2 separate regions of the Neogale vison genome follow, and region 1 is linked to region 2. Evidence: chromatin contacts called from public Hi-C data. All regions are on one chromosome and are shown on one strand. Each heading gives the region's core, a stretch centred on a gene start, on an enhancer-like site or on the middle of the called end of the contact. The rest is flanking DNA. Distances are from core to core; before and after follow the strand shown.

Region 1 (7,030 bases), core at 2,694-5,193, 140 kb after region 2:
TATGGAAACATCAACAAGCGGCATAGAATTCCACAGAATAGTCAGTGTTGGCTTTCTAGACGATAATACTGGATCTTGAGAGAGGAGATATTAGCCAGGTGAAGAAGTAGGAGAATTATCCCTGGAAGTGAACAAGTAATTAAGATATTGAGGTCAGAGAGAGCATAACTTATTTAGGAAATGTAAGCAGTTCCATATGGCTAGAGTGAGACAAGTGGGAACAGTCTCAGATCAGAGATCCCAGGGTCCTTGAGGGTTAGGAATGAGAAATAAGCTTCACTCAGATGATACGTATTAGCTAGGGTGGAGAATCAGAATCACTACTAAGAGGAATTACATTATAGTGAAGATAATGGCCCAGAGAGTCAAAGAACAACAGAGTAATTAAGAGATGTGGCAGAGGTCAATGGATTGGTCTGTGAATGGAACTTTCCAGAGTACCAGTGTAGCAGAGAGATAAGTGGCATAACCTGAGGGAGCTACATCAGCCCTGGTACATACAGTGCTTGGCTGTCTTCCCACAGTGACAGAGTTTCGCTCACCCAGAGTGGATTCCAGCATGAATTCCTTCAAGGATTGTCAGGCTGCCTTTGTCAAAGTGGAGCTTTCTGGTGTGCAGAAGTAAAAAAAAAAAAAAAAAAAAAAGTGAAATCTGAAATTGCCAATGCAAGGGGAATATGCTTTGTAGATGCATGGAGGACATCACTTTATGTAGGAAGGTAAGCAGCCTACTTAACCTATGGGGAGGTATTAACGATCCTGATCTTCATATGTCTGACTTGTCACTGATCTGAGAATAATTAATGATAGGAAGATACATTTGTACATAGAGCACCTTAAATGGTTCTACCAAAACTCTGTTGGATATTATGTAACTGGGGATGCCAGTCAGGCAGTTTACTCATTCAGGAACAGGTAATAGAGGAGCATTTTCATTAGGACACTACCTATGTCTAGGATAGTATGTCAGCCCTCTAAAGTGGTCTGAGATGAAGCATACAGTAATAGTCTCCTCAAGATAATTAGAATATGAATGTTGTTACAGGAGGTCCTGGACAGTATGACCAGGCCTTTCTGATTATATACTCAGCCCTAGAGCAAGTCCTATTTATGTTAGCATATTCAAAGATATTGAGCCCGATATGAATTATCCAAAGACCCAACTGATACAAGCGACCTGAAGAGATCCAAGGGCTTGTTGTAACATGAGCATAGTTGGAGTTGGTCTTCTCCAGCTTGATAAAAGAGACTTCCATTGCACCTGTCTTCACGGGTGCTGAGTCGGGTTGTTTCTCAAATCCTTCCAGTTTATGCAGCACTGAGATTATAGCAAGTTATCTGCTATTTCTAAAAGGGCCTCAGGAATGGAAAACTCTGGTTAGATCATTTCTCGGTGGTTTTCAACAACCCCAGCATCAGTATTTACAGAATGGTGCATCTGCTTAGCCTTATGAGCTGTCTGGATGAGTAAAGCTTACAGCTGCTCTAGGCTGCAGTGACCTAGATAATCCAGCCTGAATGCTGACTTCAGCCAAGACACGTCAGCTCCCAGACATAGTTGTTGACTTTGGCAGGGCAATGCAGGGCCACAGGAGCTCTTGCTATGATAGAATCTTCCTTATATATGTCACAATCCTCCTTATAATGGCATGGGAGATGACTATTTATCCTTGGTACAGGCACTGTGAAGTGGTGTAGGCCAGATACGGGCAGAAGTGAAGAAAACCCTCACCATCTACAGTGCCTATGACTTATGTGGATCCCAGTGCACTTGTGCTCCCTTTTTTAGGAAGAAGATCAGGTATTTTTCCAAGTATAATTTCTTCCTCACCCCCAGCACTTCAATGTAGACTGGGATTTAAACTCAAACATCACATATTTTGTGTAAAAAAATATATGTAAACCTCAAAAACATCAGGAGCTTCTACAGGTCCTGGATGGGCCTGCCATGAGGTTATCTTGGGTGGTATAATTCAAGAGCTGGGGGAAAAGGACAATTCCTAGAAAGTAGAATCCCTGGAATCTTGATGACATAACTTCTCCAGGTCGGCCAAGAGGTTGGGCCATTTGAACTTTTATAGGACCTTCTGAGTAAGAGCTTATTCAAGAACAGTGTTCCGCAGGATAGTAATAGGCGTCTCTGTCTATATGAAGTCAAATAATTTTCTTTACTTTGGACTGCTAGGCATCCTTCCTGGGTTCTTGAGTACTGTGAGTGTTTCAAACAAAGACAGAGTCATGTAACTTTTCCAAACCTACAGGAAATACTTTCTTCTGGGCCTATTAACCAGTCATTGCTCCTTGCAACACTTACTTGTGAATCACTGAGTTAAAGTTTCTCTATTATTTCCCCTAGTATCCTTTGAACAACATAACCTAAGTTGGGCCTTAAGGTTGATTCTTCAACCTTTAACCTTTAAGTCATCTCTAAGTGGATCTTTATTATTTTCTAAACTGCTTATAGTTTGCTTTTTTTGTGATTTATTTCAATTTTAACGAAAATAAGATAAGCACAGATACTTCTTTTATGAGATGAGGCAGTCAAAATTATATGACAGAGATGGAACTCAAAATTATGTCAAAGGAATTTTGTTAAAGATTGAAATGCTTTTACTGTTGAGATACCCATATAGCTGAGATGTTATTATGAGTATATAACACATCCACATATCTTATATATACACACATATTAATATTAAAAATTTGGGATGCCTGGGTGGCTCAGTGGGTTAAAGCCTCTGCCTTCAGCTCGGGTCATGATTCCAGGGTCCTGGGATCGAGCCCCGCATCGGGCTCTCTGCTCAGCAGGGAGCCTGCTTCCTCCTCTGTCTCTCTGCCTGCCTCTCTGCCTACTTGTGATCTCTGTCTGTCAAATAAATAAACAAAATCTTTAAAAAAAAATTCAAGAAAGGAGTATATGGCCATAATATTGATATCAAGATTCTTTAAACTTAAATATTCAAAAAATTAATATAAGTTTAAATAAATTTTTGTAATTGGTTGAGATGATCTAAATACAACTTTTGATTTACAAATTTCTCCTATTTATTTATAATTTTTTAATTTTTTAATAAACATATAATGTATTATTAGCCCCAGGGGTACAGGTTCGTGAATTGCCAGGTTTACACACTTCACAGCACTTACCATAGCACATACTCTCCCCAATGTCCGTAACCCCACCATCCTCTCCTTATCCTCCTCCCCCTGGCAACACTCGTTGTTTTTTTTTTTTAATCATATTTTGGGGTTTTTTTTGTTTTATCATATACTATTCCTGCTTGTAGCAAGCCAAAAATGAAACAGTGTGGTTTATAATATGAAAAACATGTATTGGAAGTAGGTCATGAAATTGAAAAATGGCTACTTGCCAGGAGCCACATAAATTTTGGAGGAAATGCATTTTCTATAGGAATGATTTGTTACAGGAATAGCAAGTATTTATTAAAAGCATTAAAATGGTGTTTTTGTTTTTGTTTTTTTTTTAAGATTTTTATTTATTTATTTGACAGACAGAGATCACAAGTAGGTAGAGAGGCAGGCAGAGAGAGAGAGAGAGAGGAGGAAGCAGGCTCCCCGATGAGCAGAGAGCCCGACGCGGGACTCGATCCCGGGACCCCGAGATCATGACCCGAGCCGAAGGCAGCGGCTTAACCCGTTGAGCCACCCAGGCGCAAAACAAAACAAAACAAAAACAAAAACAAAAACTCTAAAAAAAAAAATAAATAAATAAAAATAAAAGCATTAAAATGGTGAAAAAGTGACCTTAGGCAATATCAGATTCATCATTCAGAAGTGTAACATATGTCAGATATATAGTTTATTTTGAAACTTTGAAAAATAATCAGTTTTAATTACCTCAGGTGAAGGGCAAAATGCGAAAAAAAGATGCGGTGAAATAGAAACAGAGTAATTTCTCATGCATGCAGACGCCACTTTTATTTTTATTGTATATGGCCTACCAGTTATTGGATATGGACTTCCCACTGTACATCCATATATTCACAAACTCATGAATCTTTTACTTTCCTAGGAGGCATTTTGTTGGGAGTATATCTGCTTTCTTTCCCAACATCTGCACTCTACTTATCTGTTTGTCTCCTTGTAGCCTAACAGTGAGATGCAAAAGCATACTATCAGTTTGATTCTTCTAGCAAGAGGGAAAGAGCAGCAACTGCTTTAGTTCCTGGAAACTCTTTTCAGAAGCCAGGAACTCTGGGAAATTTCCAGACCAGCTTATGGAGAGAGTGGGCTAAAAGTGCCCATCCCTATTCCCCTATCTAGGAATCAGTAGGGCCTGAAAGACAGGAAATAAGAAGGAATGCCTCCCTGCCCTACTCCTGCCCTCCACCCCTCCCCGCCCTGCACTGCTCCCCACACTCCATCTCTTTGCTGATCGGCTAGATAGTATTCTTGGCTTTAGCATTCCATTAATCGCTTAAGAGAAAAGAAGGTCAGTGGTGATGGGCGCTTTGTTCTTCATTCAGCAGTGGCAGCAGTAAGCAAAAACTGAATATACTGCAACAGGCACTTAAAACCCAGTGCCATACAAACGTTTGTTCAATAAAATGTTATGAGGCATTCTTCAGAAGCACCTTTTAAGAGGCTGTAATACGCCATTGAGTGGATATTGCTTAATTTACCTAACTATTCTGCTATCAATTGTTTCCATTTTTCAGGGTCATAAGTAACTTTACACATACATACTGTTCTTTCTAGTTTGTGTGCATTTTTACTGTGCATTTACATGATTTTATTAGCTGCAGCCTGTACCTTCAGGAGTTATTGAAGCCATTGAGTGTCTTGGCACATACTTCAGAGGAGCATGGCTAACTGCCACTTCACTGCTGAATGGGAAGGGAATGTTTTTCCCAATGCCCTCCTTTCATATCCTACTCAAGGCAACAGAGGTGACCTAGAAGAGAGAATGATTCCCCTAAACTAAACATATTGTTGTTTGAGGCAGAGACACCTATTACCAGAAACTAAAAACCTCTGAGAGACAAACTCATTTTTGGTGTAAACCTCTGTTTCAAAGAAGCATGCTGATGTGAATGCAGAGCATTTCCTGAAGCTTAATGTTCACCTAAGGTTAATGCTGGCCTTCAGCAGTCTCATGATTAACATTTCCAATCAGGTCATTAATCTGCAAGAAATGCTTTGTATTTCGATTACTGTTTGCTTAATGAAGAAGAGAAAAATTTAGTAAAGGATGATTACATGAATTTGAACAAAGAAAAGACTGTTTTTTTAATATGCACAGTGGCACCCCCTAGTGAGCACACTTGTTAAATGTAAAAAAGTTAAAGTAATTTAGATTTTGGAAATGCAAGTTTTTTTATTGATCTTTCATAAGTTTTAATAGATCTGTCATAGCAAAAGAAAGTACCTTTTTGTAAAAATAAATAAATAAATAAACCAATATATTTTCAGAATGTGAAAAAAACCAAGATAGACCCAGCAGATAACTTTCTTTAGAAAGAAATATTTAAATTCTCATTTTACAGTAATATTTTAAAATTTAACATTGTAACACTGAAAACTTTTATTGTAATTAGAAAACTCTTTTTTGTTTTCGCAGGTCAGAAGGGGTTCTTTGTTTGAAATCATTTCTTTTCCGGCAAAGACTGCTTTAACTAGCATAATATGTGCTTCATATGCAGCACTAATTTACCTGGTAAGTTAAGAAAATTATTAGAATCTAGGTATAAATGTACTTATTTCATGTAATGTTAAAGATAGATACATAGGAAATTCATAAACCAAGGTACTGTCCTCTTGTACACAAAATAATTTTACATTAGAAATTTACTTTTCTAAAAAAATTACTCTTCTGAGGTAAACTCATTCCATTTCTGAGGCAAGTCAGTCCATCAAAACCAAATTTACTTGAATAAAATTATTTTTATAAAGTTTATAATTATTTGGTCAAAACATTTTGGTTTTATTTTCACAGCTATGGTGGTTTTGTTTAAGCCATTGTGCCATGGTTGGCTAAAGTTCAGTATTCCGTCATTTAAGTCTATGATATTGGGGAACACAAATATTAGTGTACTTTGAATTACAAGTTCTGTAATTCAAAGTGTTCATTACAAAGTGTGACAGAAGGAGCGCCTGGGTAGCTCAGTTGGTTAAGCATCCAACTCTTGATTTCAGCTCAGGTCATGATCTCAGGGTATTGAAATCGAGCCCCACATAAAGGCTCGCACCAAGTATGGAGCCTGCTTGGGATTCTCTCACTCTCCCTTTACTCTTCCACTGCCTTTCACAAATGTACTTTCTATCTCTCTCAAAATTAAATTAAAATAAAATAAAAACAAAGTGTGATAAAAATATAAAGGATTTTATAAATTATAAGGGGTTATTTTCTTTTACTCCATTGCTATTTATACTTACCTCTCAGTTTTTTTTTCAAAAAAGTATAATGCAGAGAGAAAAGTACACAACTTGATGAATTATCACAAAATCTATCTATCACACACATCAAGAAACAAAATGTAACCTCCATTCTAGAAACCTCTTTCTCACTTCCTTCAGTCATGAACCTCTTCTATAAAGGGTAACCACTATTTTGACTTCAAATACCATAGACGGTTTAAATTGTATATATATTAAATAATATACTATATATTCTTTTGTATTTGTCTTTTTTTGCTCAGTTGCCATTAATGAGATTCATTCATTGCCTACATCAATAGTTTGTTGGTTTTCATTGTTGTGTAGAATTTCATTGATTGAATACATAAATAATTCAATATATATCCTATATATATGTTACTATCCACACTATGGTTGAAGTTTTATATTATTTACAGTTTTGGCAACTGTGAATATGCTTTCTATGAATATTCTTGTACATATGTTTTAGTAATATTTCTGAACCACAGAATATGTAGGTATTCATCTCTAGTAGATACTGCCCAGTAGCTGCTATTGTCTGTCTTTTCCATTTTAGCCATTCTTGTGAGTATGTAGTATTATCACATTGTGCTTGAATTTACATTTCCTTGATTATTAATCAGACTGAGTT
Region 2 (7,369 bases), core at 157-2,656:
AGGCTCTGAGGAAATAGCCAAGTACAAGGCCTGCCAATGAACCTTAGGCCAAGGGAACAGAAAGCGGCACCCCACTCCCCCTGGTCCCTGAAGAGACTGGGGGCCCCGGGGAGGAGCCTGGCCACAGGAGCAACAGCTAAAGGAAGGAAGTGGGTGGAAATGGTGAGAGGATCTGCTCTGTGCTTGGGCAGGAGGGACGTGAAGCCATGGGCTGGGCGGTTCCCAGCCCTGAGTGGGACAAGCTGCCTCAGGCCCCCAGCCCCTAAGCACATTCTTTTTGCTGACAGAGATCTCAGTAGCTCCCTCTCTGTGACTCAAAATCTGGGTTTCTCATTTTGCCATTTAATTTTAGTAATAGTTAGAGCTGCTTCTGGGAGTCCATCTTCTTCCCTCTGTGGATCGTACGATGCCAGAAATTCCGCTGACATGACAATCCAAGGAAGGGTCCCTCGCTGGCCCTAGCCCTATCCCTCCTGAAAGAGTTTCAGTGTAAAACTTCTTGCAGAAAAGAAGGACTCACTTTTAAAGGTGGTGTTTCTTGGATTGTTTGATTTAACTGACTGTAAACCGGGGGGGTCAGAACTGAACCTAGAACAGAAGACTGCTCCCCACCCCCACCAGGGACTGTGGGCCATGCAGGGGAGAACATCACAGTTTCCAGTGCCACAGACCCTGCTTGAGGTGAATGCAGTAGCCAAGTTATTACACCACTTCATTCCCAAATACAGAAAACAAAGGGGCACAAATGGAGGGTTAAACAGAGAAAAAGACCCTCCTTGAACCTGCAGTTTGAAATCGGGGTGTGTGTTGGAATCTGCCTTCATGGTAAACTGATGTTCAGAGGTCCCAAATTCAAATGCTTATGGCCCTAAAGCAGCAGGTGTCTGGGAAGACAGGAGCTAGCCCGGGGCCTATAGCAAATGGGAGCCACTCCCATCCTTCCCTAGGAGAGGGTGCTGCCACAAGTCAGTGTGACCCAGCTTTTCAGAAAGAGGTTGCAAGACCAGATCCTTCTGGGAAATCTCCAGGTTTTTAAGGATTGGGAACTAATTCCATTAAAGTAATCACAACCACAAACCACCCATCCACCGGGCCAACCCAAATGCCCAGGGAGCCACATTAAGATGGAGGCAAAGTCCCAATTTCAGTTTCACTTCCTCTGAGGGGATTTCCATGTTTCATGAGTGATTCTGTTTCCACGTGAACATGGGTGAGTCTGAGAGGGAAACCAAAGACTGGACTCCTAAGAAGTCACTGCTGGCTCAGCCCTCTCCCGGGGGGCTGGTCTGCACACTGGATGCTTCCCCGAAGGGCGCTTTAACTACACTCTCTGCCAAAGGGCGGGTGCTCCTGGAAAAGCTGAGGACAACGCCGACACCCTGGACATAGCTATTGATGAACAACAAGTATGCCAACCTCGGCATCTCCAGCTGGTGAATCATACCAGGCTGAAATGACATTGGAGCTGTCTCTTTAAAACCCCAGCACGCGCCGGGGCAAACTCCTCCTCCGGGGAGGTTCCTTTAAATGCGAGCCAGCTGGCCCAGCCACCGCTTTACACCCCAGCGGTACCGGCAATTGAGGATTCCTCCCCAGGAGGTAGCCGCCTGTCAGTATGGCTCAAGAGTTCGTGAACAGCAAAATCCAGCCCGGGAAGGTGGTCGTGTTCATCAAGCCCACCTGCCCCTACTGCAGAAGGACCCAGGAGCTCCTCAGCGAGCTGCCCTTCAAACAAGGGCTTTTGGAATTTGTCGATATCACGGCCACCAGTGACACAAGCAAGATTCAAGACTATTTGGAAACGCTCACAGGAGCCAGAACGGTGAGTTCTCAAAGGCTGGGCGAAGGGTTCTCAGATTCCCTTTTCTTGTGGGGGCTGTGCAGGGGATCCGCCTGTGCCTTTCTCTAGGACACCGCTAGGGCTCCCTCACTCAAGGCGCCACCGGAGGGCTCTGCAGGGTGGGGGAGGGTGACGAAGAGAAGACACTGCTGCTCAGGGGACCGGGCAGCTGGGCTGCAGCCAGAGGTCCTCGCAGACTCTGTGCCGTGCAACGGCTCTGCGGGCCCAGCAGCTGTCCGAGAGTGGGTGAGCTATCTGGAGTCTTTGTTTCAAGCACTGCTGGGAAATGACAGTTTACAGCTTGCAGGGCTGGGGTTGGAAGGTGGGCTACAGGGTCCCTGGGTGACCTGTGCGTTTCTGTTACTGAACGCAGGAATCCTATGCACTCTTTCTTCTGGGTTCACCTGGCCAAGCAGGATTTGCTGTCCTTCAATCTTTTCTCTAAGCTTGCTTTAACCATATAACCCAATTAGCTCATTCTTCCTTATCTTATCTAACTCCACCCACTGGAAGAATCTAAAGGATCCTGATCTGCCCCTTCTTCTCTGAGATGCTTCTCGGCCTGGCCTGTGCTAGTAGGGAGTCCAGGGGCCAGAGTTCCAGCATGGCTCTCACAAGGGCTTGCAGTGTGATCCTGTAAGACACCACCTAGGTGATCCTCAAGGACCTCCCCCTATGCAAGACCAGACAAGAGCAAGAGAGCAAGGGACCACTAAGTCCCCTTCACTCTCAATAGACTGTGAGCCCCTCTAAGAACTGCTTTTCTCTACCTAAAAAGGCTTCCTCTGCCTCGGCACCCTCAGCTTCTGGAGCGGTGGCCAGCCAGCTTGCCTGAGTCCTCTGGTGCTGGGTGGGCTAGGGGCCGGCCCCCCAGCTCACCCCAGCCCGCCTCAGGATGCACGTTCTTGGATACAGCGTTTGCAGAAGCACATATCCTGCTTTGGTCTGTGTTGGACTGAAGGTTTCTGTCTGGGTTCCGGGCATAAAGCACCGGAGGCTGTTTCTCCTTGCTTCTCCAGTCACAGACCAGTATTTTGGCACAGATGGAGGCTAAACCTGTTACCCTATTGCTTCCAGGGCCCCAGCTGTGAGCTGAGGACTCCAGTGTCAGAGGGGTCCTGCAGCAGAGAACACAGTGGTCAGAGGCTCCTGCTGTCCACATCCTGAGAGCCAAAGGGCAGGGCAGATGCTGCCAAGGACCCCGCTGGGACCCCTCTCAGTCAGTGGCTCCTAAAGCTTGCTGCACATTGGCACTATGGGGAGCTTTTTAAGAAATCTGGATGCTCAAACCATTCTCCATATCAGTTAAATCAGAGTTGGGAGCCAGGCATCAATAGTTTTAAAGATCCCCAGATCAAAGGGTACAATCTCTGAGTCATAAGACAGGGAAATTCTAAGGACCTAGTGGACAGCAAGATAACTAGTTAATAATACTGTATTCTTGAAGTTGGCTCTGGAGGAGATCTTACGTGTCCTTGCCACACAGAGACAAAAGTTAACTATGGAAGGTGATGGGTCTGTTAATTAACTTGATTGTGGTGATCATTTAAAAATGTGTATGTATATCAAATCATAGTATTGTAGATCTTACGTATATACAGATTTGTCAATTATACCCTAACGAGGCTGGAAAATAATAGTTCCTTTCCTACCAAAAGAAAAAAAAAAAAAAGATCCCCAAGTAATTCCAACACGGAATAAATTTTGAGAATTCCTTGTCAGCCTGGTAATATTTCTTCTTTAGAGGGGGAAACCTCTTCATGCATTCATTTGGCACATTTTTTCCCCTCTCTCTCCACAAAGCAAAAATTTGTCTTCTAGTCTTTTAAGTTTGTTTCTGAATTCTTAAAAAGACCTTTCACAGGTTCTTGAGCCTGAATGCATTCCTTCAAGGGGAAGAACAGATCCTTTCATGGGGTCTTCAGGTTCCCTCCCAAGGAAGGGTTTACATCTGAAGAAACAAGAGACTTGGAAGTCGTTGCTCTTACTTCCCTGTAATGACCTATGGTGATGGGCACATAGTAGGAGCCCAGCGGGACCTGACTGATTCCAGAAACTTATGTCTTCAGTCAGACCGTGTACTTAAAGAAATACGGCCAAATCTCGTAGATCAGTACCTTCATTTATTCTCTCTCTCCTGCTCTTCCTTTATGTAGTTCTGAGTTTCTGACCCATATCATATTCCTTCTCTTTAAAGAACTTCTTTGAACATTTTCTGCAAGGCAGCTCTGTTGGCAACAAATTTCCTCAAATTTTGCTTGTGTGTGAAAGTAATTTCTCCTTCGCCTGGGAAGAATAATTTTGTTGGGTGCAGCAGTTTTTTTAAGCACCTATGACCTATCAGAGCACTTTCCCGGACATTGGAAAATCGCCAGGAACCAAACAAAAACTCTTGCCTTTGAGGAATTTACATTCTAGTAAACACAAAAAGTAAAACGGTTTGTTGGAAGGTGGTCAGTGCTAAGTGCTAAAGAGAAAAAACTAGGTAGGAAAGGGAGGTGGACACTTGGCAGCAAGGGCCAGTTTCAAATGAAGCCATCAGCACCTCACTGATTTTAGATCTCTGATGATGGTGAGAGAGCAATGAGGGCAGAAATTTCGCGGTACAGTGTTCCAGGCAGTGGAAGGAGTGAGTGTAGAGGTCCTGTGGTAGAAGTGTGCCTGGCAGGGAGGCTTGCGCGGAGGGAGCATCATAAATCAGTAGGAAAGTAGGAGGAGATGAGGTTGAAGAGGTAATGGTGAGGGCTGCGAAGGCTTCTCAAGCTGTTACAAGGACCTGTGAAGTGGCTTGTGAAGTGTAATGTGATTCCACTGAAGAGTCTAGAGCAGAAGCGTAACCCAAACTGACTCTGAAAAGGGCCATGGCTGTGGGGAAAAGTGAGTGCCGGAAAGCCAGCCTGAGGTCTGAAGCTGGGAGACACCTGGAGGCTATAGCAGTCACTCAAATGAAAATTAGTGTGGCCTGTACCTGGGCATAGCCAGGGATGGGGTGAAGAGTTTGGGAAATAGCTGAGTCCTTGGCTCCGAGCGAGCACCCTGGAGTATAGGAGAAGCTGCCTAGTGGGGCCAGGGCTGGAGAAAGGTATGCCAGGCCGGTCCAGGCCCCAGGATCAGAAAGCTTGTTTTTATGATGGCAAATGTCTTCCTGCTCCTTGACCATAAGAGACTCTCAGGTTCCTGGAAGGGGTGCTGGGGCCAGGCGGGGAGGACACAGGGCACGTGCTCCTTCATCCTTCCTCAGCTAGGATCAAGAGGTAGCCGCTGGGTCCTCACAGTTCCCCACATGGCCCTGTGCAGCCTGTGGTCCACCTCCTTTCAGAGGTTCCAGGAACTGCCCTGCTGGAAGCGGTTTTGCTGTTGCCTAGCCTAGAGGGTGGGCGGGAGGGCAGGGGGCCTCTCAGCTCTCAGGCACACCAGCCTCTTTGCCAGGTGGGGTCTAAGAAGAGGACTCCTTGCTCTTCAGGGCACCCTCTCCAACTAATTCAAACCCTCTCAGCCCACAGCCCAGCCGAAGGTGACCATCACTCAGTTCTTTTAGAAAATACAGATGTTCAAGAGTGAATACATCTCCTCCTTGTTTAAAGCTCGGAAGATTTGGGGGCACCTGGGTTCTTGGTTTCAGCTCAGGTCAAGATCTCAGGGTCATGGGATCCAGCCCTGCTCGGGGTCCGTGCTTGGCAAGGAGCCTGTTCGAGATTCTTTCCCCCTTTCTCTACCCCCAACCCCCGTCCCTCCCCCGACACATGTGTTTGCTCTCTGTCAAATAAATACACAAATAAAGCTCAGATGATTCCTACTTCACTAGGCTATGCCTTTAATAGAAGGAGCCTTGCAGCATAATTATATTGAAGTTACACTGGGATTCTGTTCTGGTTACAGCTACCCTGACCACAGCCGGGTGTTCCTGGGGTGATAAAAGCCAAAAGAACCCCCCCCCCCAAGTAATTTGGAGGAGTGGGAGTTTTGTTCCCAAAATAATGGAAGGACCCAAGGGAAGACTTAGATATCTGACCTCCTCTTTCCACAGCTATCCCGGCAGCTGATACAAATGATGCTGCCTTGATGGCCATCCCCATGTACGGGGTCCCCACGCAGCCATGGGGCAAGTAGGGCAGGCAGCACTGTGTGTGACTGAAGAGGACACGTGTGCCCTTCCTCTCTGACGTGCAGTTTTCCGTGCTCTTTCCCAGTCTCCAGACACAGGAGATAGCCACGGAAATGTGGTGCAGATTCACTTACTATCTGGCCTTCATTTTTAAAGCTCACTCCCATCAAAACACCTTCTTTTTTTTTTTTTTAAAAGATTTTATTTATTTATTTGAGAGAGAGACAGTGAGAGAGAGCATGAGCGAGGAGAAGGTCAGAGAGCGAAGCAGACTCCCCATGGAGCTGGGAGCCCGATGTGGGACTCGATCCCGGGACTCCGGGATCATGACCTGAGCCGAAGGCAGTCGTCCAACCAACTGAGCCACCCAGGTGCCCCCCAAAACACCTTCTTAATAAAAACACTGCAAGAACTTCCTGAAGTAATTCAGCCCTCTTTCTCATCTCTCTTATGCTTGAAAAGATTCACTTGAATTGGGATGCCTTCTGAGGAAAATCCAACGCTTTGAAAATATTTTTACCGCCTCCTATCTTTCATGTCTCCTGCCCCTTGTGGTAGGTTGTTATTAGGGTTCGGGAAGAGGCCCTGCTTGCTTCTCACAGTCAGGTGACCCGTACTGTTTGTTTCTTCAGGGCCAATCAGCCTTTCCTTAAAAGTTGGCCTGGAAGTTGTCTGGGCCACAGGGAGAAGACTTCCTCCTCCCCCCAGGACTCTAAAAACACTTGGGAAGCTAGTAGCAGGGAGGGAGCCCGAGTGTGACTGGAGAGGATCTCAGTCAGCAGGGATAATGACTCCTGGCTTGCCTTGGGGGACCAAACCAAACCCTTACTCCCATGAGCGATAGCCCCTGGACAAACGATTACGGGGGAGGGACGGAAAAAAGGAGAGTCACATGCCACCACCGCTTCCCCAGCAGAGGACAGAGCTCACATCAGAGAGAGATGAATCTACTTCGAATCAACAATAGGGGACCAGACCCAGAACGCAAATCCTTTTCCAGCTGTGTTTGGAAACCAACTGACCTCTGGTGGTCCTGGCTCAGCCTCAGGGCTCAGGTGTGGTCCCAGCTGCAGAGAAACCAGAATTCAACCAGGGTGGTCTAGCCAGGGTCAACCAAAATTCTTTCCCTGAAATGTGTATCTCGAGAATGAAATTTTTAAGTTATTTTGACAAGTCAGACAATCGCACGCACCACACTCGCCACAGGAAATACATCTTGGCTTACCAACATTCTTTAAGGAATAATTTTATGCTTGTAACTAAGTTCTGACCTGAAAGAACATACGTGAGGACATTGGAAAGTGACGGTAAAAGCTCTGGATCATGGGAAACTTTTAAAGGAAGGAAAAGATGTCATTCTTCCTGATCCAGTAATGAAGGTCCTCACCTATCTTAGCTTGTTTGCTTTCCTAGGTACCTCGCGT

Evidence for each region. Hi-C and Micro-C count contacts between places; a contact is called where the count stands out from the background.
Region 1: a Hi-C map of fibroblasts shows a contact between it and region 2, with 5 times the contacts expected there. The contact joins the enhancer-like site here to the promoter of GLRX in region 2. A contact is called at or near these places in 2 of 3 Hi-C or Micro-C datasets (fibroblasts and muscle).

Annotation. Positions count from the first base shown.
Region 1 is chr1:197,649,163-197,656,192 of ASM_NN_V1, forward strand. It overlaps SPATA9 (spermatogenesis-associated protein 9), which reads left to right. Exons shown (of 5, transcript XM_044265307.1): 4 at 5,582-5,677. Among named protein-coding and RNA genes, the nearest start is that of SPATA9, 17 kb to the left of the region's middle. Within about 2 kb of position 3,944, the one cell type or tissue checked has open chromatin away from gene starts, as enhancers often do. A contact at or near this core is called in fibroblasts, where this site is marked.
Region 2 is chr1:197,508,292-197,515,660 of ASM_NN_V1, forward strand. It overlaps GLRX (glutaredoxin-1), which reads left to right and starts at 1,407. Exons shown (of 3, transcript XM_044265270.1): 1 at 1,407-1,822; 2 at 7,359-7,369. The coding sequence starts at 1,616.